Linked DNA regions of Mus musculus: regions 2, 3, 4, 5, 6 and 7 are each linked to region 1. Evidence: chromatin contacts called from public ChIA-PET and HiChIP or PLAC-seq data. All regions are on one chromosome and are shown on one strand. The core of a region is the stretch at or near the end of the contact, and the rest is flanking DNA. Distances in the headings are between cores, read along the strand shown. Region 1 holds the start of Zfp36l1 (zinc finger protein 36, C3H type-like 1). Region 2 holds the start of Arg2 (arginase type II). Region 3 holds the start of Rdh11 (retinol dehydrogenase 11). Region 4 holds the start of Rdh12 (retinol dehydrogenase 12). Region 5 holds the start of Srsf5 (serine and arginine-rich splicing factor 5). Region 6 overlaps Rad51b (RAD51 paralog B). Region 7 overlaps Rad51b (RAD51 paralog B).

The links. ChIA-PET counts read pairs in DNA pulled down with a chosen protein or histone mark. HiChIP or PLAC-seq counts read pairs in DNA pulled down with a chosen protein or histone mark.
Region 2: an H3K4me3 HiChIP or PLAC-seq map of embryonic stem cells shows a contact between it and region 1, with 4 times the contacts expected there. The contact joins the promoter of Arg2 here to the promoter of Zfp36l1 in region 1. A contact is called at or near these places in 2 of 39 promoter capture datasets (hippocampal neurons and stem cell-derived epiblast-like cells) and 2 of 115 datasets of contacts at active chromatin or transcription factors (embryonic stem cells and large pre-B cells).
Region 3: a contact with region 1 is called in an H3K27ac HiChIP or PLAC-seq map of trophoblast stem cells, with 6 times the contacts expected there. The contact joins the promoter of Rdh11 here to the promoter of Zfp36l1 in region 1. A contact is called at or near these places in 8 of 39 promoter capture datasets (the 3T3-L1 cell line, cranial neural crest, embryonic stem cells and 5 more), 2 of 484 Hi-C or Micro-C datasets (B cells and embryonic stem cells) and 13 of 115 datasets of contacts at active chromatin or transcription factors (DN3 thymocytes, the NIH/3T3 cell line, the SCID.adh cell line and 8 more).
Region 4: a contact with region 1 is called in an H3K27ac HiChIP or PLAC-seq map of extraembryonic endoderm stem cells, with 9 times the contacts expected there. The contact joins the promoter of Rdh12 here to the promoter of Zfp36l1 in region 1. A contact is called at or near these places in 3 of 39 promoter capture datasets (embryonic stem cells, hematopoietic stem and progenitor cells and hippocampal neurons), 1 of 484 Hi-C or Micro-C datasets (B cells) and 7 of 115 datasets of contacts at active chromatin or transcription factors (the SCID.adh cell line, bone marrow-derived macrophages, embryonic stem cells and 3 more).
Region 5: an RNA polymerase II ChIA-PET map of memory CD8 T cells shows a contact between it and region 1, with 87 read pairs. The contact joins the promoter of Srsf5 here to the promoter of Zfp36l1 in region 1. A contact is called at or near these places in 3 of 484 Hi-C or Micro-C datasets (B cells, CD4 T cells and CD8 T cells) and 3 of 115 datasets of contacts at active chromatin or transcription factors (memory CD8 T cells, pancreatic cancer cells and thymic regulatory T cells).
Region 6: a contact with region 1 is called in an H3K4me3 HiChIP or PLAC-seq map of bone marrow-derived macrophages, with 13 times the contacts expected there. The contact joins the enhancer-like site here to the promoter of Zfp36l1 in region 1. A contact is called at or near these places in 1 of 39 promoter capture datasets (hematopoietic stem and progenitor cells), 2 of 484 Hi-C or Micro-C datasets (B cells and bone marrow-derived macrophages), 25 of 115 datasets of contacts at active chromatin or transcription factors (the SCID.adh cell line, T-cell acute lymphoblastic leukemia, acute myeloid leukemia and 16 more) and 1 of 9 other capture datasets (embryonic stem cells).
Region 7: an H3K4me3 HiChIP or PLAC-seq map of the 230-238 cell line shows a contact between it and region 1, with 9 read pairs. The contact joins the enhancer-like site here to the promoter of Zfp36l1 in region 1. A contact is called at or near these places in 1 of 39 promoter capture datasets (embryonic stem cells), 1 of 15 datasets of contacts at CTCF or cohesin (pro-B cells), 5 of 484 Hi-C or Micro-C datasets (the 63-12 cell line, B cells, CD8 central memory T cells and 2 more), 22 of 115 datasets of contacts at active chromatin or transcription factors (the 230-238 cell line, CD8 T cells, DN3 thymocytes and 16 more) and 3 of 9 other capture datasets (adipose tissue, embryonic stem cells and pancreatic islet).

What each region holds. Positions count from the first base shown.
Region 1 is chr12:80,111,090-80,115,120 of GRCm38.p6, forward strand. It overlaps Zfp36l1 (zinc finger protein 36, C3H type-like 1), which reads right to left and starts at 1,924. Exons shown (of 2, transcript NM_007564.5): 1 at 1,730-1,924. The coding sequence starts at 1,786. Gm52006 reads right to left here. Exons shown (of 3, transcript XM_030247048.1): 3 at 2,491-3,533. The coding sequence ends at 3,454.
Region 2 is chr12:79,128,810-79,132,840 of GRCm38.p6, forward strand. Arg2 (arginase type II) reads left to right here and starts at 1,979. Exons shown (of 8, transcript NM_009705.3): 1 at 1,979-2,171; 2 at 3,032-3,104. The coding sequence starts at 2,061.
Region 3 is chr12:79,190,214-79,194,244 of GRCm38.p6, forward strand. It overlaps Rdh11 (retinol dehydrogenase 11), which reads right to left and starts at 1,642. Exons shown (of 7, transcript NM_021557.6): 1 at 1,513-1,642. The coding sequence starts at 1,577.
Region 4 is chr12:79,207,242-79,211,272 of GRCm38.p6, forward strand. It overlaps Rdh12 (retinol dehydrogenase 12), which reads left to right and starts at 1,672. Exons shown (of 7, transcript NM_030017.4): 1 at 1,672-1,867; 2 at 3,600-3,718. The coding sequence starts at 1,800.
Region 5 is chr12:80,943,370-80,947,400 of GRCm38.p6, forward strand. Srsf5 (serine and arginine-rich splicing factor 5) reads left to right here and starts at 2,130. Exons shown (of 8, transcript NM_001079694.2): 1 at 2,130-2,303; 2 at 3,207-3,351; 3 at 3,942-4,012. The coding sequence starts at 3,226. Gm20337 (predicted gene, 20337) reads right to left here and starts at 2,030. Exons shown (of 3, transcript NR_045057.1): 1 at 1,368-2,030.
Region 6 is chr12:79,318,858-79,322,888 of GRCm38.p6, forward strand. All of the region lies in intron 5 of Rad51b (RAD51 paralog B), which reads left to right. Among named protein-coding and RNA genes, the nearest start is that of Rad51b, 24 kb to the left of the region's middle. Within about 2 kb of position 2,249, at least 52 of the 459 cell types and tissues checked have an H3K27ac peak or open chromatin away from gene starts, as enhancers often do. A contact at or near this core is called in the SCID.adh cell line, acute myeloid leukemia, bone marrow-derived macrophages and 1 more, where this site is marked.
Region 7 is chr12:79,422,061-79,426,091 of GRCm38.p6, forward strand. All of the region lies in intron 7 of Rad51b (RAD51 paralog B), which reads left to right. Among named protein-coding and RNA genes, the nearest start is that of Rad51b, 130 kb to the left of the region's middle. Within about 2 kb of position 2,036, at least 13 of the 459 cell types and tissues checked have an H3K27ac peak or open chromatin away from gene starts, as enhancers often do. A contact at or near this core is called in the 230-238 cell line, the 63-12 cell line and pro-B cells, where this site is marked.

The DNA.
Region 1 (4,031 bases), core at 674-3,173:
TGGAAGGGCCTAGTCTGGGATGTGGGTAGAGGGATATAGTGTCTGAAAACACAAGGTTCGGGAAGGGTAGGTATCCCACACCCTGGGAGGGATTTTCTCCCAGCATTCTCCACCCCCTTCACTAGGAAGATGCCTTTGCACTTGGTTTCCTGGCTGCGAGAGAGCTCTGGATAAGAGCACCAGTGTTTAATCTTGAACCAAAGCTGCAGACGAGAAGGAAAGCACCAGCACGCTCACACTCCCCGACTCAGTCAATTGGGGGCGGGGGTGTGTGAGTGAGCAAGGACAGAGGCTGCCACAAGCCCTAGTCACCTGCCCAAACTACCTAAGATTTAGAAAAGAGTGGGGGTGGGAGACTTGAAAGTTATCTCCAGGCCCCTGACACATGTGGGTGTGTGTCATTGTGCAAATTCTAAAGTTAGTCCCTTAGGATCCGCAGCAGGGGATCGGGAATCGGTAACCCTGTAACCGCAACCACCCCACCGAGCGGATTACAGGAACCCAGAGGAGAGCCGCTTCCAACAATGAGGTTCATTTAAAAAGTCCTGCGGGGGGAGGGGGCAAAAGAAAGAGAAATAGATCAAAGAGCGGGGCAGCGGGGCCCAGGATGGAGTTGGCTAGCTCAGGCTGCCGCCAGGGCAAACAGACTTGGAAAAACGCAGGGAGGGAAAGAAGCCGAAAATGCAAAGTTTTTGATGTTGCTCTTCAACTCCAGCACGGCCCTGCACCCCAACCCTGCAGCCCCGGGGCCTTGGCAGCTGCACCGACAGGAGCAGCGAGCTAGGAAGAGAGCAACATGACCCGACGTGTTTAAGGGAAGGCAAAAACAGTTCAGCAATTAAAAGTAGCCTAGCAGCTTCATCCTTTCAAATTGGGGGGTTGGGGGAAGTAGAGCGGGCAAAAAATTAACAACATTCACGGAGTTATTTCAATCGCACTCCTGGAACATTACGGTTTTAAAAGTTTTTTTCTGTTTTGTTTTTCAAAAACCTGACTGGCAAACTGCCCCATTTTGGCCCTCTTAAATCCTAACTGGCGGGAACTTGAGGTCTGGCAGCATTTTGTTCCCCTATTCCTTAGTCAACGAACCGTAGTGCCTCACAACCCAGGTAAGCAAACAGTTTCAGCCCCAAGTTTGCAGCACGATCGACCAGCTCCCGCAGCGGGAACCTAGCCCAGCTGGGGCGGACAAACTCCACTACAAAGTCGCTTTGCCTACATCTTTTTGAACCTTAAGTCGGCCTCTTTCTTCGTCGCATTATCTCTTAGCTCCCCAAAACAGACAGGAAAATTCTCCCAGTCAGATACCGCCCTGAGACCTCGCTTTTCCTAGAGACCCCTAGCAAAAGGTGTTGGGTAACCTCGAACATCTCCAGCGGGTACAGGAAACCCAAGGCGCACACTGCGAAGCCGAGCCCACCCGCTTAGCCCAGCTCCGGAGGTGCACCATGCAGAAAAGAATCCTTCAAAATTCGTCCCAAACCTAACCACTCTTCCGCACCTCCTTGCCCCGCAAACTGGAGCAGTCGCCCAGAACTTTGCTCCCCGGATTCACAGAACCCCACCTGGGACCTGAAACTTAAGTGCGAGGAGGACATAAACAAATTCCTTCACCATGGAGGGAAACGCAAGCAGTGAAACTCCTTCACGTCCCCGAGACCCAAACTTTTTAGAGTTTCTTGGAGCACAAGAGAAACTTTCAAAAAGCCAACGCTCCGCCCTGCTTTACCTTGCATAAAACTTCGCTCAAGTCAAAAATGGTGGCGGACACGAGGGTGGTGGTCATCGTGGGCGTTCGCACGGGGCAAGGACTAGGATCTGGTGTGTCGTGAAGGTCCCGGTGCGGGGAAGGCGCAGCCTCCGGCTCTCCGGTCAGGAGTCCCACACGCCTGCTCCCGGCGCCCCTCGCCTTTCTGACTCTCCCGGGCTGCGGCGCGCAAAGCCCAATTTATAAGATTTGGTGGGTTGGGGGGGGTGGAAGGAGGAGCTTTAAACGTATTTAAATGAAGAAGAGGAGGCGGAAAAAAAGTTGATTGACACTGAGGTTGAATCAGCCATGCGGTCAAGAGGGAGGGAGGGGTAAAGGGGGAGGAAAGAAACTTTCAAAAGGAAGAAGGGGGAGGGAGACGAGGAAAGAAGGCGGAAAAAAAAAAAAAAAAAAAGCACTCGGAGCGGCGCAAAACTTTTTTTTCTTAAAGAGGAAAAGTTTCGAGTCCGCGGGCTCCGGGGGCGCCCCTCCCCTGGGCCGAGCCCGGCAGAGGGGGAGGGGCGCCCACCCTTTGTCAACCTCGCTGCTCGGCTCTGTGACATCACTCATTCCACCCCCTTCGGAGTTCGAGTTGTTGTGTTTGTTGGTTTTTTTTTTTAAGAGTTGGAAGGCGGGCTCGACTCTCCTCTCTCTCTCTCTCTCTCTCTCTCTCTCTCTCTCTCTCTCTCTCTCTCCCCCCCCTCCTCCCTCCCTCTCCCCCCTGTCTTTTTTTTTTTTTTTTTTCTTCCTAGCAGGCGCTGGAGCTGGTCTTGAGCGGGCCAGGGCTGCGGTTTCCATCTTGAGCTAGTGTCCCTTGAAACTTCTCCAAGTGCCCGCACGACTTACCTTCCCCTGACTTCCCTGTCCACACCCGGCTGCCCATCGCAAAATGAGCTGGGCGAGGAGTTTAGGAATGCGGAGCACCCCAAATGTTCGAGTCAAGAGTTTTATGTTTGTTGTTTCCCATCAGTGAGCAAAAGAAGTAGGGATGACCAGAGAAAACTTTTTCTCCAGGAGAGCCTAGGCTGGAGGGGGCGAGAGCAGTAAGATTTTGCGCGCAGCGCGGGGTCCACGCGTGCTGGGCCGGCAGCCTGCGTTTTCCCGGTATGGTGGGGGCACCACTGCCTGGGCAGAATTCTTTCAGACCTAGATGGGGCGCTTTGTTCACATAACCGATCTTTAAACTTGCTACAGCAGAAAAGTCCAGACTTTCAAGGGCACCCCCTGAAAATAAAAGAGCAACAAGTCACTTTCCACGCGCGCTTTGAATTCGGGCTGCCTCCTCCACACATCCCCGAATGTTAAAAACAAGGGGGGAAAAAGTTACTTTGGTAAGAAGGAAGGTAGAGGTGGGGGAAGCGACACTTCTTGCTGCTCTCCCGCCCCCACGCGAACGGAACATATGGCTTGTCACTATGCCCGGTTTGGGGGTACCAAGCAATAAGACCCACGGAACTCAGTGGCCTTCAATGAATTACACCGCCCTTTAAAACCACGAACTATGTGTTTATTTACTATTAGGTCTGGCTGCCTCCCACCCGCACCGGCTCGCGTGCTGCAGTGGAGACCCGGGCGGAAATCGCGGGCCGCACCGCCCAGGCCTCGCACGTTTCTTCCCAGCATTCGAGGCCGCCGGGTCTGTTATGAAACCCGGTGCTCCGAGTGGCTACCAGCGAGTTCCATTGCGATGTAATTAGGTCACCCCATTACGAGTACGTTTCTCTGGAAAGGACGGAGCGGGCGGAGCAGAGCGTTCGAGGCGCACCACCCCTTACACACACGCACACTTTAAGAAAAAAAAAAAAAACAAAACTTTTATTTATCGCCAGCCTCTGGGCAAACCCAGGGAAACCTTCCAAATCACAACTGTTTTAGAAACAATTTTTTTTCTTTCAACTTTGCGAAACACGACTTTTACTGCAGCCCACGAACCTAACGTTAATTCCCCGCGGGGTCTCTGCTTGACTCCTCTCCAGTGACTTGAGTTGATGCCCCCCCCCCCCATTTTTTAACACGGCTGCTGCCCCGGGTTTTGCTGCTGCTGCTGTGCCTTCCCTCCCCCGCTCTCATTTTTCATCTTTTCTTGAAATCTGGCAAGCGCCAGGAAGGGAAATAACTTCCATCCACCTTAATTTAAATCATTCGGGTGTGTAGGTTTCTTTTTAAAGGGATGTTTGCTCCTTCCCCTCCCCAGCTCCAGGGGGGGGTTGGTGTGTGTGCCGCGGATTTCGTGCAGTTTCTCGATGATGAGGTAATGAGTTCCAGATTTCAGGACAGAGCAGGG
Region 2 (4,031 bases), core at 729-3,228, 980 kb before region 1:
GTAAAATCATTTTTCGATTTTTTCCCCATCTTGTAGAAAGCTTTGTGCACTGAATCACCTAATTCATTAAGAAAATCAAGGGCATTAGCTTCTTTAAGTTCGGAATATAGTTTCAACCATGGGTCTTCAAAATTCTCTGAGCTCCCAGGAGGGAGAGAATCTGGAGAGGTTTCAATAGTTGAAAGTGCTGGTGGATCAACAAGCCAATTCCAGTATTTTAAAAGATTCATCCTTGTACTTCTGTTACTCTAGAACCACTCCTGGTACCAACTTCTGTATTAGTCAGGGTTCTCTAGAGTCACAGAACTTATGGATAATTTCTAAATAGTAAAGGAATTTATTGATGACTTACAGTCGGCAGCCCAATTCCCAACAATGGTTCAGTCGCAGCTGTGAATGGAAGTCCAAGGATCTAGCAGTTACTCAGTCTCACGCAGCAAGCAGGCGAAGGAGCAAGAGCAAGAGCTAGACTCCCTTCTTCCAATGTCCTTATATTGTCTCCAGCAAAAGGTGTAGCCCGGATTAAAGGTGTGTTCCACCACACCTTTAATCCCAGATGAAAGGCATAGCCCAGATTAAAGGTGTGTTCCTTAACTCGGAGATTCAATCTTCTGGAATCCATAGCCACTACGGCTCAAGATCTTCAAACCAAGATCCAGATAAGGATCTCCAAGCCTCCAGATAAGGGTCACTGGTGAGCCTTCCAATTCCGGATTGTAGTTCATTCCAAATATTGTCAAGTTGACAACCAGGAATAGCCACTACAGCAGGCTACAGAGTCACAGTTAAGAGTACAGTGTTAGACAATCTTGCCACTGTATGAAACACTCAATATGTCCATTTTATCATACTGTAAACTTGTGCTTACAACAAAGAATGCAGATCCTTCTATCTCCCCTAGCTTGCTGTGTCTGTGGAGGCAAGAAGCATCGGATTCCCCAGAAGCTGGGGTTAATGGCTATGCATAAAACTCTGCAAAAACCAGGTCCTCTGCAAGAGCAATGTGTGTCCGTAATTGCAGGGCCATCAGCCACTATTTACTATTAAAACCATGAAAAGCTCCTTGATATTTTTGGATTTGTTTCAGCCTCCTTTTAATTTAGAATGATCAGAATGTGTTGATATAGTTGGCCTCTAGTAACCAGTGCTCTTATTGTTCATGTAAAGAACTGAAAACAGGGGCCCAGAGAGGTAGCTGAACAGTTAAGAGCATCTGTTACTTTTGCTAAGGGCTTGGGTTTGATTCTCAGCACTCACATGGTGGCTCATAAAGGTCTGTAGTAACTCTAGTTCCAGCAAATCCTATATCCACTTCTGACTTCCCTGGGCACCATGAATGTCTGTGGTGCACAAACATATATACAGGCAAAACACTCATACACATTTAAAAAAATCTGAAAAGGAAATAAAATTTTGTTTAAAAAAATTAAAAAAAAAATCTAGAAAGTAATTGCTTGGTAAATTCTAAATTCTCCCCAAAGATCCAAGGTAGGTGAGTTTTTAAAAAGCCAGACTCAAGAGGACACTGATGGGGTAAATGTTTCTAGGATTTTAAGCTTTGAGATAGAAAGCTGCAGATGGATGCTGACTTGGTGTGGGTTAGCAGATGACCCCGGGTGCGGGCAGGCCACGGCCAGTGCCAACTCTTCAGCCGAGATAGCGCCTGGGGCGGGTACATGTGTCAAGTTCTCAAGTTCCACTGAGGTCTCCAACCTGGCAGGGACGCTGCTTCCCGGGAAACCACACAGGTGCCACTCTGATCAGCGGCTTTATGGTATCCGCCTTGGTGGCTTAGGCATCGGGGGCGGGGGGAGCGTGTCCAGGGAAAGAGAGGACAGGTCCAATGGTGACTTAACGGCAGGCGCGTCCCAGGCCCTGGAGAGCTGTAGTCCTCCGAGAAGGTGCGCCGGGGGCTGGTTGGAGGCGTGTCCGAGAGATGCTGACGTCACAGGGCGGTGCGCTCGCCTAGTGAAGCATCGAAGCTGTGGGAGGCTGCACTCACTCGAGGTCCTGAGTTGCACCGAGCCGGTTCTCCTAGGGTAATCCCCTCCCTGCCAATCATGTTCCTGAGGAGCAGCGCCTCCCGTCTCCTCCACGGGCAAATTCCTTGCGTCCTGACGAGATCCGTCCACTCTGTAGCTATAGTCGGAGCCCCTTTCTCTCGGGGACAGGTGAGAGCTGCGACCCGAGCTGACGGGACACTAAGCCTAGAGAGTTTCTTGGGGCCAGGAGGGAGGAGGGGGGAAAAAACGGGGGGAAGAGCTCGCGGGATCCCATGGCGGGTACGTGGAGCGCACGTTGGGTTTTCCTGGACCCAGATGGAGATGAGGGACTGATGGAAGGCAAGGGGGTGAGAGAGGGCACTGGGCATCGAGAGGGAGGGAAGTGGGCATCGAGAAGCGAGCATCTGCGGCCTCCAGGACGACGGAGAGTGGGCATTTCCAGCTTTGGGGTGATGACAGGAAGGAAAAGAGAGAGGATTCCATGGAGGAGCTGGAGAAGGCAAAACCGGGATCGTTGAGAAATTGTCGGAGAGGAGGTTAGAGACGGTGACCGGGGATTAAGGCAGGCTTCAGGTTCTATTCTTGCAGAAAGAGCATTAACCTGGAAAGAAATTGATGTCGGTCTCTGCAACTGCGGGAGGGACGAAGGGGCTTTGTTCTGCCTTCAATGAAAGGAACCTGCTGTCGCGGAGGGCGCACTCACTGATGGGGAAGCTAGGTGCCGCGTTCTGCCAGATACAGGTACCGGATCAAAGCTCACTGAGCCCTTTCCTGATCCGAGACTTTCCTGGTCTGGCTCTCAGTGAGGGACTCAGAAGGTTGATTTGCTTTCAAGAACAGAATCTTCCCTCCGCCCATTAAGCATTTAGTGAAACGATCAGCCTTCTACAGTAGAAGTTTTGATGCTGTGAAAGGTTTGCAGAGGAGTCTTTTAGGAGCTCCGGGTAGCAGCAGAGATTTCTGTGTCAAAGTGTTTCTGCTCCTTTCCTCACCTTCTCTTATGTCTGTGGGGTTTGTATGATTCACAGAAGAAGCTAGGAGTGGAATATGGTCCAGCTGCCATTCGAGAAGCTGGCTTGCTGAAGAGGCTCTCCAGGTTGGGTAAGTGGTTGGATTTCTGTGTTTGTTCCGGAAGGGGAAAAAACCTGTTCAGAATCTCATCTCTTCTATCCTGATCCTGTGGTAGCAGCTTGGCACCTGTAATTTGTTCCCATCTGGTATCCTTTGGATTCCTTCTGCAGATAAACATCTATCAGGGAATCTTCAGAGGAAGTCTTCTTGCAGATAGTGTTGGGGAAAGTGAAGCAGAGCAAAGTAGGTCCTGGAACAGTGTACTGCCAGTGTACTGCCAGTGCAGCTAAGGATTCTAGCTCGCTCAAGAGCTAACTGCTCAGTTAACCTTTCCTGGTTACAAGGTAGCTTTCCTAACTCAGACTTGAGCCAAGCCTGAGTCATCCACCACACGTGTTGCCTCTTTCCAAACCATTTCCTCTCTGGGGCTAGTGGGTTTGTATTATTGTAACCCTGATGTAGATGTTTTTTTTTTTTTTTTCCCCAAAACTACCTAATTATGAAATCACTTGGGTGACTTGTTCAAAGCAGTTCCTAGCTAGCCTCCTCCATGGAAGAGTTCTGACTCCTTGCAGATGAGGTAAGAGCTAGATAGATCTGTGCATTTTTACAGGCATTCCTTGAAGTCAGATTTGCAATTTTCTGTGTTGTAATTAAGGTAGTGTTTAGACTTTTAGGACCAGAAATAAATCAGAATTCCGAGATAAACACCATGTCTACAGTTAGTGGAGAACTATTAGTACTGTGGCATCACATTTCAATACCTGTTTGGTATCTGACCCAAATACGGCTAGCATGTCCCCAGTTGTCTCAAGCACCATTCACAAATCTTTTCTGCTGCTGTGACTATGATTTACACAGTCGATAGAAAGCTTTGGCGACAGGAATGCAGAATCAGGGTGAACTACAGATGTCAACTCTTACTCTGAAACAGTTGATGATCATGAAGCCATTTCA
Region 3 (4,031 bases), core at 392-2,891, 920 kb before region 1:
GAGGATCCATACGTTTGTCTGGTTGGAGTCCTTGCACCTGTGCGTAGGCTTTGCTGGCCTTTCCAAATGGATGAAGCACAAACACAACCCTCAGATTTTCCTCTTCTCTTCTCAATTTTAGGACTAAAAGGATCTGTTGACTCAGAAGTGCGTTTTTAAGGAGCATTTCAACCATTCCACTAAACTTGTTATCTGCAAGCAGCCACTACTTAAGACAAACTAACTTGTGGTACCCAAAGGAACCTCTCTCTCCTCAGCGATCAAGGCCCCTGGCTCTGTGTCTCACGTCCCTTCAGACTGAACTTCAACACTGACAAATCCTGGGGACCAGGAATTGGCTCTTCCTCCTTCCTCTGTCATCATCGAAAACAAGAAATCAACTTTGAAAGCGCAGCTCTGGCCCCACTCTCCCATGCTGGCTCCAACGGGGATAGTAGAGTCCTTAGAGTGCTCGCTTCTAAGACACATTTCACTGGATGTAGCTCCGGTTCATGTTTTGTTGAGATTCTATATGGATATGAAGATCTTGTGGTAAAAAGAAACCCAAGTTTTTACCTGAGTACAAGGCCCATGTGTGCCTACTTATGGGAGCTGTAAGTATTCAGAGAGGAGAGGGGAAAAATGAAAGTAGCCACCAGAGAGAGAAGAAAAAGCAAAAAGAGTGGGAAGTAGGTCTTGGAAGAAAAAATGTTGGTCATGGTAAGAAATGACAGAAGGATGGCACAGCCTCAGCTCCAATAGGAACTATGGCCACGCCCAGAAAGAAGGTGGCGTTTATTACTGGTCCACCGTCACTCCTGGTGACTTACTCAGAACCAATCAGTGGACTGCCCCTTGTGGTAGCCTGCCGCTGATTCTCAGGTGATTACACACACCTCCAGGTTTGGGCTGACCTGACACTTAATTAAGAAACCATCCTTTGACCACGTGGTTCTTCTCCTGGCTCCTAGTAATCTAATTAGGGCAAACAAGCACGTGTTCCTACTCCGAAGGACAATGAATCTTCCCCTTCAGTTGTCACAAACACCTAAACAAGTGAATAACGGCAACAAGGAAGCATGCCCCAGATAACATTGGCATCGGGTTCAGAGAGCAAAAAGTGCAACCCTCCTGTAGTACCTCAAGGGCTGGAGACAAATAGTTAGACAAAGGCTGGTTCAAAGCTTGGGAGTGGAGAAAACAGTTAGAATCTAAAGCCCGCCATACTCAGCGGCTTCCCGAAGCTAGAGAGCAAATAGTGCTAGAGGAAATAAGGTAGGCCAGAAAGAGCAATACAGGATGATGGAGACCTGGAGCGCTTTTACGACCACCTGGGGTCTGACGTCTGGCCGTGCCCACATCCAGGGCACCAGGATCTCGCCTACAGTCCAGTAAACTCCAGATCTTTGCTACCTTAAAGGGCTTCTCAGTCCTTTCCTAGTCTTTCTTTACGGGGGCTAGGGAGAGGGCTTCAGTAGGGATTTTTTATCTTCTCTAAAAGACCTGGCAAGAAAAAGCAACATTCGCACAGACCTGATTTTTGGCGTGACCAAGTACAGGATGAAGGGAAGAGAGAGCAGAAGCAGGAATCCGAACATCTCAGCACCACCGAAGCGCAGTTGAAGTTGATGCTCTAAAGAGGACAGCGGGACTTATGGCTTCTGATCCTAGACACACCCCGGTTCAACTGCAACCGCCAGGGAGCAAAGCCCTCTGGGAAATGTAGTCCTGGATTTGGCGGCCGCCTGGCGGTGATACATTCAGAGTATACTTCCAAGCACTATGAAAAGTTGAATAACACAACCGTGGAGCAATGGTCTTCAGTGGTCCAGGGCCTAGGCCTGTGGGATCGTTGAGCCAGCCCTTCTACCACTCCTCTGGCCACTAATTGACTCTTTGGAAGTCTCGCGGGTTTGCTATCTCCTGGAGCCCAAGTCCAGTGTTTGGTTCAATTTTCCCCAATCATTATTAGGAAATTACATTTTGTCTGGGAGACAGCGTCTGGAAAGTATTCTGAGGTTAATTACAAAGGGCAGGAGCCGTTAGTCGGACAGTTGGTGTGGCGGAAGATGTCCTTCCTCAGAGATGACCTTTGCCCTATGGGGCAAAGCAAGTTAAGACCTCCTAGAGAGTCACGGTTGTGTGTACTTCGATCTATGATAGTATCCTTCATAATTTCCCAAGCCCTTGGTTGTTATTTGATAATAAAATAGTTTCTTGGATGACTATATCATGTATTACTCTTCAAGGAAACAATGCATTTCTCAGATTGGCACAGTTGGTTTTATCACTTTGTCAAAGAGTTTAATCCCGTCTTGAACTAAGGCCAGGAACATTTCTTTGGGAAAAGGCAAACTCCCTGTTCAAACTTTTCTTTCCTTTGAGGTGTACCTCATGGGGATAAACATGAGTTATCATGTTTAACAAGTTTTAAAAGTCATTGTCTGTGGTTTCCCACCTTCACTATTCAGTTTCTGGTTCATTTGCATAATTAATTTCCATTCATTGGAAGATACCTGTTCCACAGTCAAGTTGGAGCCATATACTGTATAGCACCTGGGAAGAAGACATATTCTTACAGATTTAGTATTGGATTATCTAGTAATCATCAGCATTTAACGCTTTCTTAGTGTCTAGTATGTAGAGAGCAGCTCACAGCTCAAAGAAAAAAGTCTTTTACGTATTCTGTTTCTTATTCATTTTATACATGTTTAACAGTATTTCTACAATAAACTGGTGTAGTCTCTGAGAGGTGACACAGACAGCTGTGAAGTACTGCTTCAGGAGTTGTCAAAGCTGCAGCTTTCTCCTTCCTGCTTCAACCTTCAGCCTTCTTGAGACAACTCTTTGGGGATCAGTGAGAAAGAAAAGAGAGAGGGGGTGGTGGGGAAGAATTATAAACACACACACATACATTCACACATGTGACAGATAGAGCAAGGCTCCAACCATTTTTCATACATACATACATACAGACAGACAGACAGACAGACAGATATATACTTACTTATATACATATACACATATACATATACATATACAGACAGACAGACATATATTTATATACACATTCACATACACATATACATATACATACAGGCAGGCCCACACCCAGATAACTTTCTAGTAGCATATTGATGACTTGCTCATAGCTGCCCCAGATGAAGAAACTTGCTGTTTGGCAACTTATGCCTTGCTCAGAGAGTTAGACCAGATGAGATATCAAATGTCTGTGAGGAAAGTGCAGCTCTGCCAAAATGATGTAACATACCTTGGGGAAAAACCAAGGCGGGGGGGGGGGGTGGACAGGCAACATCTGCTATCCCAGGCTAGCAAAGGAACGATTCTCAACATTTCAGTCCCCAAGACCTGGTATCAAATTTGTGAGTTCCTGCAGTCTCTGAGTACCAGGATTCACAGAGATTGCAAAGCCTTTCTACGAGGCCACTAGGGGGCAGGAGAGTGTCTTAAACTGGACTCCCCAAATGGACAAAGCTTTTCAGTCTCAAGGAATGAACTACTTGAAGCCCCAGCACTTGCCCTGCCAGACAGCTACAAGCCTTTCAACTTGTATGTAGATGAAAACAAAGGCATAGCCAAAGGGTATTGATCAGACCCTGGGTCCTTGGAAGAGACCAGGTGCCTATCTGCCTAAGAAGTTGGACCCTGTCTCACGAGGCTTGGCCAGCTTACCTACGTATTGTGGCAGCTGCTGTTTTGCTGGTCAAGGACACAGATAAAACCACCTTGTGGCTGACGTCATTTTTCTTCACCTACAATCCATAACCTGGGCACTACTCCTCTGGCTTTGCCACATAAAACTCCTGGTGCTCCCAGTCAGAATGGCTAAGATCAAAAATTCAGGTGACAGCAGATGCTGGCAAGGATGTGGAGAAAGAGGAACACTCCTCCATTGTTGGTGGGATTGCAAGCTTGTACAACCACTCTGGAAATCAGTCTGGCGGTTCCTCAGAAAATTGGACATAGTACTACCGGAGGATCCCGCAATACCTCTCCTGGGCATATATCCAGAAGATGTCCCAACCGGTAAG
Region 4 (4,031 bases), core at 422-2,921, 900 kb before region 1:
ATTGTACAAAAGATCTTTTGGGGAAACCACTGGGGGCCATGCTAGGCTCCTACTTTTCTCATCTGGATGCCAGGATATGTCATTGGAAGATGAAAAGAGGGGGAAGCGGAGGAGTGGAAGAAGAGGAAGAGGCATTTACAGTTTTCACACTTGCTCTTATTCTGTAGGCTCTGTTCTTACAGAATGTTCTAGACCATGGTGACATCGGCCACAGCTGTGTGACTCCACTTGACAAACCACCACCAAAGGTCAAATCAGAGAGTAGCCCCTCATCTCTGTTTTACAAAGCTGCTGTCCCACTGCTGTGTCCTCCCCTGAGTCCACCTGACCTGAGAATCATCTGAGGTGAGTGGCCCGAGTGGCCATGTGGAGACTTGCAACTGATAATCACTCCCATTGGATAATCAAGTAAACTGAGGCAGCAGAAAGACTCAATAACTTGCCCAGGACCTTGAAGCTTGAAGGATGCTGAGCTGGGATTTGAGTCAGGAATTTGAGTCTAGCTCGAGAATACTTAAACACTCTACTCTTGCTTGACATGTCGTTGGGTGTGTCAACTTCACTGAAGTGTAATGTAAAGAACACACACAAAATGCCCAAATCAAAAGCGCCCAACTCAGTGATTGTTCACAGTAAGCACACCTGTGTACTAGCACGAAGATCAAAGACCAGCACATTGCCAGCCCCACAGGACCTTCAGCCACTCCCTATTTCTTCCATTTATTTATTTTTAACTTTTACTTATTTAATTGGTTATATATACATGAGAGTGCAGGAATGCACAGGCTTCAGCATGTGTGGAGGTCACAGTGTCACTTGGAGAGTTGGCTGTGGGACCTGGGAACCAAACTCAGGTCACTGTGCCTGTTTGCTATTGCTGATACCTGCTGAGCCACTTTCCCTGCCCTGTTAATTTACTTTGGGGTTTGTAGGGACATGCATATGGAGATTAGAGAACAAGTTTTCAAAAGTCAGGTCACTCCTTTTACTTTGTCTTCGAAGCAAGGTTTGTGCGTACCTACCTCTTGATCCTGCAGTTCCACTTCCTCGAGGCTACCTGGCCTTTGAGCTCCAGTTTCCATTTTGAAGTAGGACTACTGTGGTTACAGACGGCAGCCACTCTTCTGGCCTGAGCTGCCACATCTGACTTCTACATGGATCCTGGGGATTGGACACATACCAACAAGCTCACATGGAAAGTGCTTTGACCTACTTAGCCATCCTTCTTACTATCTCTCTTCCATTTTTAATCACACATATTTCAAGCATCATTAGGACTTGGAGGATTTTTTTTTTGTTTGTTCGCATGCTTGCTTTTTTCTTTGTTTTGTTTTTTTTGGTTTGGTTTTGTTTTGACACAGTTTATTATGTTGTTTAGGCCAGTCTTGAACTACAGACTCAAGTGATCATCTGCTTCAGCCTGCCAAATACGTTGATTATAAGACGTTGTCACTATGCCTGGCTTTTTTGAAGCCTGCTGATAATGTGTAACATATTCTATCTTGAAAATAGCGTGTTGAGGAGGAACTCCAGTATTGCCAAATTCTCACTGCCAATATAAGGTGAAGCCCTAATCTTTCCTTAAGCCCCACCCCTCTAGGACTACAACTCCCAGGAGGCTGTGCTCTGGCGGCTCTCGGATTTAAGTAAGATTCTGGGCATTGCTTAAGCCAGCCAGTTGCTGAGTGTCCCAGAGTGAGAGGAACCAAGAACCAACAGAAGCTGCCAGGAATTGGAGCCAGAGAAGGATCCTCGGGCTAGGTTGAGGGTGGGAAGCAGCAACTAAGAAAGTTGACAAGATGCTGTTTATCTTGGTACTGCTTACGTCCTTCCTCTCCATCTTGTATCTGACAGCTCCATCCATCAGGTTTGTTTTAATCCAGCAACTCAAAGATACTTTACGAAGATGGTTTTGACTTCTAAAAGAAGAAGGAGGGAAGGTGGCGGAGGCGAGATTAGTACATTAAAAACAGGAAAGGAGGGGTTCTGGATGCCTCTGCAGAAAACGAGAAGGAAGCACCTGGGTGGGAGGAGGTGGGGCTGATTTGAATTCGGATGCCGAGGAAGGAGGAAGGCGGAGTAGATGAGTCCTGTGGCACTTTCCTCTGATTCCTTTAGGTTTCTCTGACACTTTCCTTTTCTTTTCTGTCCCTAGATGAGGTGAGTGTCATGGGGACTTCATCGTTAAGGGACTCCTTGTCAAGTCTTAGGCACTCTGGAAAGGAAGCAAACTCTCTTCCCTTGATACTTCTCTCAAGAAGTGTTTTGGAAATGATTCACTGGGGATTTGTGGAGGTGCCAAGAAATGGCTATTCTATGTGGGGGCTTTAAATTTTGTTGATGATTAGAAAGGTTAGGAGCCAGGTGTGGTTGTACGTGCCTTTAATCCGAGCACTCAGGAAGCAGAAGCAGAAAGAACTCTGAATTAGAGGACAGACTGATCTACAGAGCGAGTTCCAGGGCAGCCAGGGCTATACAGAGAGACCCTGTCTTGAACCTTTGCCCCCTGACCTGACCCCACCCCCACCCCAAAGGAAGGTTAGATAGGCATACTGAGGACAGAGTGTCAAAGTGTCATACTTGGTCCCGGCCACCCTTAGAAATGACTTAAACATCTTTGGGCTTCAGAGGTTTTTTTTGTTTGCTTGTGTGTGTTTGTTTTTGTAATATAGAAGTAATACTGAAATGGCAGGGGAAATTAATATAAATGGCATATGGAAAGATAATATGTATGGAAAATGTGGAAAGATAGTGAGTGCAGAAACTATTTAGCATGGAGGTAGACTGGGTGCAGAAAGTGTTTAAACCTAGACAGAAAATGTATAGAAAATCAAGCCTGGGATAGACCTCATGAGTGTAGAAAAGTGTCTAGCCTAGTCTAAATATTGGGTGTAGAAAGTCTAGCCTAGGCTAGACAGTGCATGTAGAAAATATCAAGAAAAGACAGTGTATAGAAAGTGTCTAGCTCAGTGTCTGCCATCCAGTGATGTTCAGGAAGTATTCTAGACTCTCTGGTCTTGTTTTCAACAAGAAAGCTTTCTCTGTGTGCCAATGGCCTAAATAAAATCCATAATAAAGTGCCAGAAAGTCACTCAGGATGCTCTCTCTCTAAACAAAAAAGACAACTGAGAGGGAAGTAGTTAATGTGTCAACCCAGATGCTATCTGCTAGTTCCTATAGTAACTATTGGAGCCATAGGGCTCAGGACCATTGAGTCCTCTAATGTGTATCACCCATGTGATTCCAATGTGGGTCAGAGGAGGAAGCTGACCCGTGGAAGTCTAGAGATTAGACTGATAGCGTTTTTATCTGACAAGGAATGTCTCCATTGGCCCTGGCTCAGGAGCATTTTCTCTGCTTGCTCAGGTGACTATTTTTAGCTTCTGGACACATGACCTTTCAATTCTTGTCTATGAGCTGGCCACTACCTTGCCCAACCAAAAAGTGGTCCATGCAAATTAATTTCTAACGATGATAAAGTCTTATTTATAACTCCAAGTTAAAGGCCTCCCTCTTTGGGTTTATGTGGCCTTTTTCTTTAATGCATCTCAGCGTGACTTTGGGGAAATGGTGGATGATTTTCCTTCCTTTGGCGACAGGAAGTTCTTTGCTGGTGGAGTTTGTACAACAAATGTCCAGATCCCAGGGAAGGTAGTGGTCATCACAGGTGCCAACACAGGCATTGGCAAGGAGACAGCCAGAGAGCTTGCTCGAAGAGGTGAGTCCTTTCCTTCGGTCTCTGCGGGGCCACACTTTCTGCTCTCTTCACTCAGGTTCTGCCTGGATTTCCTTCTTTCTTCCTGGCCTTGAAGGCTCTGAAGGGAATTCAGGGAAACTGGAATCCAAGCCCAATCCAAGTCCAACTAATTTATTCTGACTTTCAGCATAGTTCCTTTCCCTCCTGCATCTTTCCAATTTCAGAAAGTAAGGAGAATAATGTCTCAGTGTAATATTAGTTAAGTCAGTTATTGTAAGGTAGCTACTAAGCAGAATTAAATAGAGGGTTCTTGGCCCCACTGGGAGAATTTGGA
Region 5 (4,031 bases), core at 880-3,379, 830 kb after region 1:
CAGTATTTAATAAGTAAAAGATGGGCTTATAGGGTGAATCTGAGTCAGAAACAGAATCTCTCTCTCTCTCTCCCCCTCTCTCTCTTCAGACAGTGTTTCACGGTGTAGCTCCGGCTAACTCTGAACTCACTACATAGAGTAGGCTACTTCCTTCCTCTGCTCCTAAACACTGGGATTAAAAACATACCTATCCATCATGCCTGGCTACAGTAAGCTTTCTTATCAACTCCTAACACCTTCAGGGAGGGTGTAACCCGATTTCTGGGGAGAGGAAGGCAGCTAGCAGGTCTGTGATGGACAATAAATGTTCTCTTAATCTGTGATCTCTGTAACTCTTTTCCTCTACTACATATATGTTATTTGTTTGAATGTCTTTGGAAAGGATGCCCTTGCCCCTAAAGAATGACATGGGGAAAATATTTATCCAAAAGAGAGTACCCCCCACCCCCAGACATTTCTGGGATAATACAAGTGTTTTTTTGTTTTTTTTTTGAGACAGGGTTTCTCTGTGTAGCCCTGGCTGTTCTGGAACTCAGAAATCCGCCTGCCTCTGCCTCCCGAGTGCTGGGATTAAAGGAGTGCGCCACCACTGCCCGCTACATGTTTTTTAATGGGTCCACTGATGCTGTTTTTATTTGCATAGTTAACTGAATAGACAAGCTTATTCCACGTGAATGAGGTCAGACCCAGGGTTGCTCTGCTCCTTCTTGAGCTATCAGTTCATCCCTGTGACCCTAGCTGAAATTGTGTGACTCTATTCTAGGTACATCTCAAAATCTAGATGATGCCTTAGGTTACAGATAAAAATATTAAAGAGAAGTAGCCTTTTTCACAACAACAACAGTCTTTATTGTCAATGTTTCTAGACCTCCCAACCTCACTGGGGAAGGCTGGATAGAGTTACCGATGTGGACTGCTGTGTATTACATCCATGCTGGAAGCATAAACTCTATTTCTCAATAACTGTTGATTTCGACTCTTTTTTTTTTTTTTTTTTTTTTTTGGTTCTTTGACTCAGGGTTTTCCTGGCTGTCTTGGACTTTGTAGATAAGGTAGGCCTGGAACTCACAGAGATGATTAAAGGCTGAAGCTACCACCGTCCACCTAACTATTGAGATTGAGACCTGGACAGAAAGGAATGGACAATGGCCAGTTGGATTTAGAAACAACTTGAAATCTTTCCCAGCTAGCTGAGCCAAGATTGGCCCTAGGGATTCAATATATAGGAGCGTTTTTTGTTTTTTTTTTTTTTACCCACAGTACCAATTTCATTATTTCACCACGTGAAATCTCTCCTTTAGTAGAAAACAATTCAGTTCCTTAGGCTGATCAGAACAAAAACCACAACACTGAAAGAATTCACTTACTTGAGCCTCAGAGAACCCTCTCTCTCTCTCTTTTTTCCGAGGCAGGATTTCTCTGTGTAGACCAGGCTGTCCTGGAACTCACTCTGTAGACCAGGCTGGCCTTGAACTCAGAAATCCTCCTGCCTCTGCCTCCCAAGTGCTAGGATTAAAGGCGTGTGCCACCACGCCCGGCTAAGAACCCTCTCTTGAAGGACATTGATAAGTACAATTTGCAGAAGAGGCTAAAGAGAGAAAGAAAGAAAGAAAGAAAGAAAGAAAGAAAGAAAGGAAGGAAGGAAGGAAGGAAGGAAGAAAGAAAGAAAGAAAGAAAGAAAGAAAGAAAGAAAGAAAGAAAGAAAGAAAGAAAGAAAGAAAGAAAGAATTGGACCTGGTGCTCGGGCCAATAATCCTATCACACTGAAGGCGGACCGGCTGGATCGCTGAGCTCAAGGCTAGCCAGGACTGCTTAGCGAGACCGACTATGTAAATGAATTTTTAAAAGAAACAGGTGATTTTTGAAAAGCCTGGGTTTCTTGGTAATCTTCGAGGGACCTAAGAAAAAGTTTAAATACATCTTTTCGTATCCAAAGAAGTGTCCCGGTGTATCCTGCCAACTGAACGAACGTTTCTAGTCCTCCCACCACCCACTGCTCTCGCCAGGGGTCGCGGTAAGGAAGCCCCGCCCTACTAGAACTTCCGGCTCCCAGGAACCGTCTGTCCTCAGCTCCAAGTGGGCGGTCCCCGAGCTTCTGGCACCGCCCCGGAAGTGACGCCAGGACGTCCCTTCCATTTTGTGCAACGTCCGAGCTGCTAAGTGCGTCAGTTGTGGAGAGACTGTAGACGAGTTGGGTTCGTGTGTATGTGTGTTGTGTGTGTGTTTGTGTAGGGAGGCAGACAGCTCCGTCGCAGACTACGGACCTCTCCGGGGTCTCAGCCGCCAAAGACCCTGTCCGGTAGGTGAGTGGCACGCTTTGAGGGCAAGGCTTCTCGGATCGAGGCTTCTTCATGGCCGCTCGGGTCGCAAGTGGCCGGGGCTTCGCTCTTTGCGGAGGACGGCGACTCAGAGAGCGCAGTTGATTTGAGGTGGGCGCTGGGGCACGTCTCCCTGTGGGTGTTGCGTGAGGGGGACACGAGGCGGAAGGGCGGGCGTGGGGAGGGCGTTTGTGTCGGGAAGCAGCGCGCCCCTCCCTGCCGCCCTTAATGGCTCTCATCGAGGCCCGGACGCCGGGGAGCCGGCCTGGCCCAGGGCAGCTTAGGGTTTCCCCCCGTGGGCCGGCGCAGGCGCAGCGCTCTGGGCCCCGGGCTTGCCCGTGTCTCGGGGGCACGCAGCTCGGCTCGCTACGCTCCTCCCCCCCCCACACCCCGCCGCATACTTCGGCCGTCGCCATTTTGTGCTGCGAACGCGCCCCGTCGCCCACTGCGCAGGCTCGGTGGTGGCGTCGCGAGATTCCGGCTTGTGACGCGCGGGGAGGCCGCGACGCGGGCGCGGCCGGCTGCTATTGGACCAGGCCTGGCAGAGGGCGGGCTCGGCTCCGCCCGCATTTCTCGGCCTGGCCTTAACTGCGGCAGATGGGAGGGGAACCCCGGGATCCGGGGACAGCGTGTGCGGCTGCGCAGTCTAGAAAGGTGGCTACTGGCGTTGTGGTGGGCTGCCGTGTGGAACCTGGGAAGGGGGTCTTTTGGAGAGTTAAGTTTTAACTTGGAATTTGAATGTGGTGGTCGTGAACGACTTAAAAGGTACATGGCGACCTTGTTAGTAGAGTTGGTAAACGTGGGGTGTGTTTGACTGCTTGACTGAACATCCCCCACCCCCATGGTGTCAATCGTTGATATTGTCTCGATTCAATTACTGCCTAACAGGAAACACTAGCCGGGCATCATGAGTGGCTGTCGAGTGTTCATTGGGAGACTAAATCCAGCAGCGAGGGAGAAAGATGTGGAAAGATTCTTCAAGGGTTACGGACGGATCCGAGATATTGACTTGAAAAGAGGTTTTGGTTTTGTGGTAAGTACTTGAAACTGAGTTGAATTATCTGTCGAGAAGTTAGGTAACTTTGTGGTGGTGACACATGCCTTTGGTCTCTGGCCCTTGGGAGGCAGGGGCAAGCCAATCCACAGAGAAACCCTGTCTCCAAAAAAAGAAAAAAAAAAAAAACAAAGTGGGTAGAGCTCTTGTGATGAGCATGGACTCTGAGTCCATGTGAATTGTTTTCCCAGAAAGATGTTAGAAGTGGCCAAGAAGCAGTGGCTTCTGTTAAGAAGTTAAAGTAACTGCTGGCTGGAGTTGATTCTCAGTCATCCCTAGCTTAGGGTTATAGTATCTGAGTGTAAGGTATATCTTAACACTTCCATGATTTTTTTTTTAAATTTATTTTTTATTTTTTTGGTTTTTCGAGACAGGGCTTCTCTGTATAGCTCTGGCTGTCCTGGAACTCACTTTGTAGACCAGGCTGGCCTCGAACTCAGGAATCTGTCTGCCTCCCGAGTGCTGGGATTAAATTAAAGGCGTGCGCCACCACGCTCGGCTTCCATGATCTTAATGTGCTGTAGAATGCATGCACGTCCAAAAGCTCTACTCTTACTGCTACATTTTAGGAATTTGAGGACCCAAGGGATGCAGATGATGCTGTTTATGAACTTGATGGGAAGGAACTTTGCAGTGAAAGGTAAGCATGATTGGTTTAT
Region 6 (4,031 bases), core at 999-3,498, 790 kb before region 1:
AAAAATTTATTTTATGTGTCTGAGTGTTTGCCTGCATGTGTATATCTGTGCATCAGTCCATGGTTCTCATGGAGGATATTGGATCCCATGGAATTGAAGTTACAGATGGCTGTGAGCTGCTATGTGGGTGCTGTGTTGAAACTGAGTCCTTAGGGGAAGAGCAGACAGTGCTCTTAATGGCTAAGCCATTTCTCCAGCCCTTTCCTAATGATTGTTAGACATGGCTATGTTAGATGCTGAACTTTAATGTACATCTCTGAGGTGTTAGATTTTTTGTTTTAATATATAGTTAAGATTATTTTGATGGTCTTTGAGACCGATTAAGCCTTAGCACTGTGAAGTCCCTCTGAGGACTCCCACCTGTTACCCAAGGTATCGTGAGATCTCTGTATTCCTTGTGGGTGTGGGAATATGCACTGTTTTCATCTTGTGTAAGTGCTGGAAGTGTTTAGTCTCCCGTTGTCTCCTGGTTCATCCTGAAGCGTTTCCTTCCATACATTATGCATATTAGCTCTGGAGTGTACCACCCCACCCCCCCCCCCCCACACACCGCCACCTTTTCTTTTCTGCACGTGACTTCATGAGTTCTACCAGCTTAGCTGTTTCATACTCTGATCTCATCTTTGGGTCCACCAGACTCACATTGGCTTCCCCTTTTGTGTGTCGTAGAATAGAAAGTGCCTCTGGTGTGAGCCTGGGGCACTTTAGGTTCCTTTACTAGTTTCCTTTCTCAGGAGGGTCACAGTTTTGAACTATTGTTTAGTGTGTGAAACTGTTCTTTCAGATTATTTTGTCTGCTTTTCTAGTTGATGCTATCGGGGCAATTCCCAAGCCAGTTAATCTTTTGTGCACAGAAGGCAAAATCTCCCTATTATTTATCTTGAATTCACTCCATATTGGCTTTATTTCCTAGCCCTATATTGAAATTGATTTTCAAAACTTTCTCCAACTCAATAGTATATAAAATGCAGCCATGCGTTGCTTAGTGGTAGTGGTATGGTTTGGGGACTGGATGACTAAGCCAGTCAGTCCTGTGACTCTGTTCTTGTGTGCTTACACAGACTGCTGTGTGTGTTCATCATGGATGTAGCCTCTGCACACAATCAAAAGATGTGGTGAGCAGAAGCAGTGTGAAGCTGATGCATTGTGTTTTCCAGACCTTAAAAATGCTGTAGAGGTAACTTACAATCTGAAGTAATGATTGCTAGCAGAGTGAGCACAGGCAGAAATATCACCAAGTGTTGTATACTGTGCATAATTTATATACTGTGCTTTTATATGACTGGTAACATGGTAAGTTTGTGTATACCAATATTACTATAAACTGACTAATGTGCTGCCCTTGTACAGTATGTTTGCTGTCACATCACCAGGAAGTGTTGACTCTCAGCCCTATCACACAGCCACCATGTTCTCCCCAACAGTTCCTGTCAGTTGGCTTCTTAGGTTTTATCCCTGTTTCTGACCATGTTAGTCTGTGTTGCTGGTCCCTCTCCATTTTGTCAGCATATAAGCCTTGGAGAATCCCGGACTCAGTTTTAGGATCTTGGTCTTCCTCCATCTGTCCTCAATCTCTCAATGCACTCTCATGGTTTTAGCACATTTCTTTATGGCAGAAGGGTCCTGTGTTCATATTCTGAGCTTTCCCACAAGCTCCAGATTCATATACATTTGCCACTTGACATAATAACATATTACAGTCACATCTATATATGTGGACAGCTTGATATACCTGAAGATGAATTCTGGATTTCCCTGTTTAAACACACACACACACACACACACACACACACACACACACACACACACACACACAGAGAGAGAGAGAGAGAGAGAGAGAGAGAGAGAGAGAGAGAGGAAGAACACTACACTAGTAACTACAATCCTGATTGAATCACTACTGTTCTAGATATTCATCCAATCAATCAAGTTCTTCCGGTTCCCTGCCTGAATTATACTTTAAATCCAGTTGCTCCTGATAATCTGAGGTATCATCTCCCTAGGTGAAGGCACCATGTTTCTTGTGTGGACAGCAGTTATCTTGTTTTACCCTTGCCCTTTGAAGCCTTTTCCCCATGTGACATCTAGAACCATCTCTCCCCTCCCCTCCCTCCTCCCTCTGTCCCTCCATCTGTGCGTGCGTGTGTGTGTGTGTGTGTGTGTGTGTGTGTGTGTGTGTAGGCGTGTATGCCTATGTATGGAGGCTAAAGGAGGATGTTGGGTGTCCTGCTGTCTCATTCTTTAACTTCCTCCTTTGATACAGTTTCTCACTGGCCTTGGAGCTAGGCTGGCAGCCATCAACCCTGAGACACTCCTGCCTGCTGAGCCATCTCCCTAGCCTCTTGAGCAGACCTTCAAAAAGATTTATTTATTATTTTGTATCTTATGTGTACGGATGTTTTGCCTGAGTGTATATATGAGCGATGAGTGTGTGCCTGGTGCAATAGAGGCCAGAAGAGGGTGGCAGGTCCCTTAGGTCTGGAGTTAAGGATCGTTTTGAACCACCATGTGGGTGCTGGGAAATGAATTCCATCTACTGAAAGATCAGCCAGTGGTTTCTAGCACTGAGCCACCCCCCAGAGCAAGCAGTCTTTTACTTTAAAAAAAATTATTTTTATTTTTAAAGACACATTTGTGGGATGTGGTGACTGAGTGGTTAAGGTAATGATCTGTTAAAAAAGGAAACCTGATGGGGTCAGGTCGGCTCCCACACTTCTCATTTTTCTTAATAAAACCCCAACAGACTACCACAGATCTGAGGGTCTGAGGGGACCTTGATTTCTGCCTGGCGCTCTGGCTTCCTCCCCTTCAACCTTTCAGGCTTCTTCCTGCTCCTTGTTCCAGCTACATTAACTGTTAGGGCACTGTAGCTGGCCCCTGATGTTCCAGCTACATTAACTGTTAGGGCACTGTAGCTGGCCCCTGATGTTCCAGCTACATTAACTGTTAGGGCACTGTAGCTGGCCCCTGATGTGTTTGCTTTTCTCTCCTTCTGGAATGTCTTAGGGCTTCTATTGCTGTGATGAAACACATGACCAATAAATAAATAAATAGATAAATAAATAAATATTTAAAAAATTAAAAAAAGAAAAGAGAAGAAAGAAAGAAAGAAGGAAGGAAGGAAGGAAGGAAGGAAGGAAGGAAAGTGAGAAAGAAAGAAAGAAAACACGAAAACTGAAAGCCCCAAACAAACATTTCCACATCACTGTTCATCATCAAAGGAATTGAGGACAGGAACTCAGACAGGGCAGGGACCTGGAGGCAGGAGCTGATGGAGGGGTGCTGCTTACTGGCTTGCTCTCCATGGCTTGCTCAGCCTGCTTTTTTACAGAACCCAGGATCAGCAGCCCAGGGATGGCACCAGCTGCCATGGGCTGGGTTCTCCTCCATACATCACTAATAAACACGATCCTTTCCAGGCTGGCCCACAGCCCAATCCTATGGAGGCGGTTCCTTAACTGAGGTTTCCTTCTCTCAGAGGACTCTAGTTTGTGTCCAAGTGATACAATCTAGCCAGCACACAGAATGTAACTTTCTTCTCTCCTCTGCTCGTCATTTCCTTTATTGGGGGTATTGTGATGTCATATACTCAATACTTATGGTAGTTAGTAGTGCCTGGCCTATGGTATAGGTCCTCAGTAAATCTTTTTGTTGTTGTTGTTGTTCTTTTTTTGTTTTGTTTTGTTTTTTTGAGACAGGGTTTCTCTGTATAGCCCTGGGTGTCCTGGAACTCACTTTGTAGACTAGGCTGGTCTCGAACTCAGAAATCCTCCTGCCTCTGCCTCCTGAGTGCTGGGATTAAAGGTGTGTGCCACCACACCCCCGGCTTCTCAGTAAATGTTGAATGAATGAATTTTAGATGCATCTTTTCAAAGAAGTGCCTTTGCTAAAAGATACCCACTAGGTGGCACTGTTTTCAGACTTTATGTAATTATGTTGGTGGCAAAGATGGGTTTTCTGTTGCTTCCCCTGAAGAACAAGATCTTGTGAAGAAAATTGTCACTGGATACTAATGGGATTGATACCAGGCA
Region 7 (4,031 bases), core at 786-3,285, 690 kb before region 1:
TACAGTGTTTATGGTGTGCTGGGTATCTGAACCCAGGTGCTTGTGTGGCAAGTACTTGCGACTCATTCAACTCTCTAGCCTCAGTATTTATAATCTTGTTGATAAAGTAGAGGAATGTAACACATACTTGGAAAGAAAATGATTTATCATGCAATAGCATCAACTAAGATTAGGAGATTATATATAACAAAGACAAGACAACAGTATTATTGCATTGCTTCCTTAGCCTTAGAGTGCTGCATTGTACTTCAAGATGACTGTTAGAACTCCATCTGTAGTATCAGTATTACTCCTGGTAGGAAGAGAGGGATAAGAGTGTGCCTCCTGCCTTTCAGAATTTTCTTTGAAATTTTACACAGCACTTTTTTTTTTTTTTTGCTAAAATCTGTCACATGATCATACAACAATCTGTTGCCATTTAGGGGTCTGGATTGGTTAATTTTTCCTCTGGTAGTTAAAGAATTAAAAGGTGGTGGGAGAAATCTTAGACACAGTAGACAGCAGAAGACAGACAGAATCAGCTTGTCAAGAAAAACATTTATTAGAGGTGAGGAAACACACACAGCAAGACACAGAGAAAGACCTTCTTAAGGCAGAAGGAGACTCAGGAAAGCCTCTCCCCGAGGAGTGGGCTTTAGGGTCTTTGAAGGTGCCTCCTCCCCCCAACTCAGAGTTGGCCTGTTTGAACAAAAACAGAGCCTGACAGGTTCACACATTTGAGCAAAACATGTCTGCCTATCAGGGACTCTGTCCATAGCTACTAAGGATAATTAGGAAATACTGTCTTTAGGGGATTCTTATAACTAGGAAGAAAGGGAAAACTAGACACTTAGCAATGATAATGTATGTAGCAATAATCTCTCTTTTGGTCTAATAGGGTTTTGGGCTTTTTGTTTGTTTGTTTGTTTGTTTGTTTGTTTTTTGTTTTGGAATTGATGTGTCTTTTTTTCTATTCTAAAAACGAATACAAAAGTTGACAAGCTTGAGATGGCATGTAAACTCTCTGGTCCAAATCTAAGCAAGATGATTGTAAGCCTCCTCGTCCTTCTTCCCTTTCTCAGTTTTCAAACTATCAGTGTCTAAAAACCATCTGACATTAGAAACTTACTCCAGGAATACATTTTTATGATAAAAACTAATCAAGAAGTACAGAGGACTAAAAAAGTGGGGATATAAAACCAAACTTAACCGTCCCTTGTTAGCATTTCTTGGCATGCATCTGTTAACATTTAATATTTATAGTATGCCATTGGTAGTGGGGCTGGAGAGTCGTAACGATCGTACCGTCGTGTGACTGTGTTCCCTGTCACTGACCTGTACACTTGAGAGTATTTAAAATAATCTATTTTGTATATATTGAGCTATAGTAAGAAACAAGAGTGGGCATACAGCTTTGTGACAGAATGTTTGCCTAGCGTGTGCAGGGCCATCTGTCCAGTCACCGGCGCCATAGAAGACAAAACCAAAGCAGACCATGGATTGTTTACAAAAATGATATCGTATTCAGCATAGTACCTTGTACTGTGCCTTTGTGTTCAAAATGAAAAGAGAACACCTTTGCGTGTAAATAAATACAATTTTGAAGCATGATTTGGTGACCAAGTATTTACTTTAACCTTTGGCTGGGCTGCCTTTCTTCAGAGGATGTTGAACAAATGAGGAGTGTTGTTCTGGTCCTTTTAACGTGGGTTTACAGAGAGCTTCGTGATGCGTGGAGAAGGCTGAGCACACAGCCAGATGTGGCAACAGAAACTTGCTTAGCTCCCTAAATGGTGTCTGCTTGTTCAAATGATTCTAAATAAACTACTTTGCTCAGCTGGGGTCAATGTGGCAGTTTCCATCCCCAGTTTGTTTGTTTGTTTTTATTTTTTGTATAAAAGGATTTCTTTTCTCTCTTTCTCAAATTCATACTTTTCTTGGATTTCTCCCCAACTATGTTACTGTGGTGTCAGAAGAGCCAGGGTGAAGGAGAACATACATGGTGTGCCACAGTTTGAGAGTTCCTCGGCACAAGCATCATGTTAATTGAAGCAGGCATGGCTCCTGGCTTGGCCTTGGGCAAGCCGCTTTCAGAACCATTCTCCCTGATGTGAGGTCTGGCTGTCCCCTGAGATAGTTTCCCTCCAGCCACTCTTGAGAGGATGCTTGCTGTTTTCTGTTGTCTTACTTCCTGCTGTGGTTGCCAGGTCTTCCTAAGTCTTCGCTGCCTCTCAGATGACCACGTTTTTCCTGTGCTGGAAATGTTCTGTTTGGGTAAACTAGCATGTACTCCTCTCCTGGTCATCTTTACCAGCTGACCTCAACTCTGCAACTCCTCTCCTCTCTCCCCTCTTCCTTCCTCCCTGTACCTTCGGAGTCCCCTACAACTCTTGTAATACCCTCTTTAATCTTCTTTTCAAAACCTCATCTTTGAGACCTTTTTCTTCTCTGACACTTTCCTCCATCTGTCACACCTCAATCCCCTCTTTGTCCTGCATGATTTGTCTGAATATGTGGGCACTTTCCCCTTTCTGACCACAACATCTGTTTTTCTAATATATATACTAACTACTCAACCTGAAGGAACCTTGTGATTCTAAGGAAGAAGTTTGCTGCTATCCCCACTGCCCTACTTTATATCCCACAGGTCGTACCTCCAACTTCTCTCTTGTCAATGGTAACTCTTTTACCCTACTATCAGGTACCTGAGCCTACTGAGCTCCCAGCCGTAGATGACATGGGTATTCTGCAGCTGCTCCTGAGCTGCTCAGTTCATTGAAGAAAACTATAGAGTGAGATTTATGGTACTGGCCTACAGTTTCGGAGGTTTAGTCCATTATCATAGCAGTCAGACGTGGTGCAAGAGAAGGAGCTAAGAGTTCTATATCTTGATCCAGGAAGAGACTGTCTTCAGCAGGTAGCCAGGAGGACATTCTCTCACCCTGGACAGAAGTTAAACATAGGACTTCAAAGCCCACCCCCACAGTGACACACTTCTTCCAAAAGGTCACACCTACTTCAACAAGTCCATACCTCCTAATAGTGCCACTTATGGGCCAAGCATATTCAAACCACCACATTGGGCAAGGTATATGAGATTTCTCAGCCTCAGTTTCCTTGTATGTTAGATGAAGATAATAAACCTTGTGCCTTGGAGTTGTTGTAAATGTTAAAGGGGATAAGATAGATTCTGAGAGATGTCTGAGAAATTAAGAGTACTGGCTGCTCTCCCAGAGGACTCAGATTTGGTTCCCAGCACCCACATGGTGGTCCAAAGTCATCTGTAACTGTCATAACAGGAGATGTGACAACAGACATGGAAATGGCGTATAGATACATGCATTCAGGCAAAACAAAATGATTTTTTTTTAAAATTTAAAAAGTGAGAAGACACTTGGAATGCTAAATTCTGTGGCTGGTTTGTTGAAAGGCCTTTTGCTATGATCACATTCTTTCTCTTGTGCCCTGCCCTATTCTTTCATAGAAAGAAAGTTTGTCCTGCTTCATCTGAGGATTCACCTCTCTCTCAGAGGACCTGTCCCAGCTTCTCTGAGCTCTTTACATCGTATTCATTTTGGAATCTATGTCTGTCTGGCTTTGGAGGCATCCTAAAACCTCTCCTTAATCCCATTGCTTCTTGACCCCTCCCCTTCTTAGCCTATTCTGCTTTCTGTGACCTTCTTTCTCAGTGGATCCAAGTTAGGAGCCCAGGAGGTACCCTGTGTTCTTTTTCTTTTAGCCCCTCACATGCCATTATCAAGCAACCTTCCGATAATGTGAACTTTAAATAGTTTCTAACCTTTTCTCAGTCTTTTTTTAGATACTTCTGTTCCAGTCCAAGAGCCTGTTACCTCCACAATATTGTAGCAGTAGCGTCTACCATCCACCCCTTTGCTAGACTGTTCCAATATATCATATAGTGTTCTCAAAAGCACAAAACTGATAATGTGGATTCCCTTCAGAAATAACCAAGGAACTTCTTTCTCTTCTAAGCAGAGCATCTTGACCAGGCCCTAGTCATCTTTAGCTTTGTCTCGTCTTCCTGTTGCCCT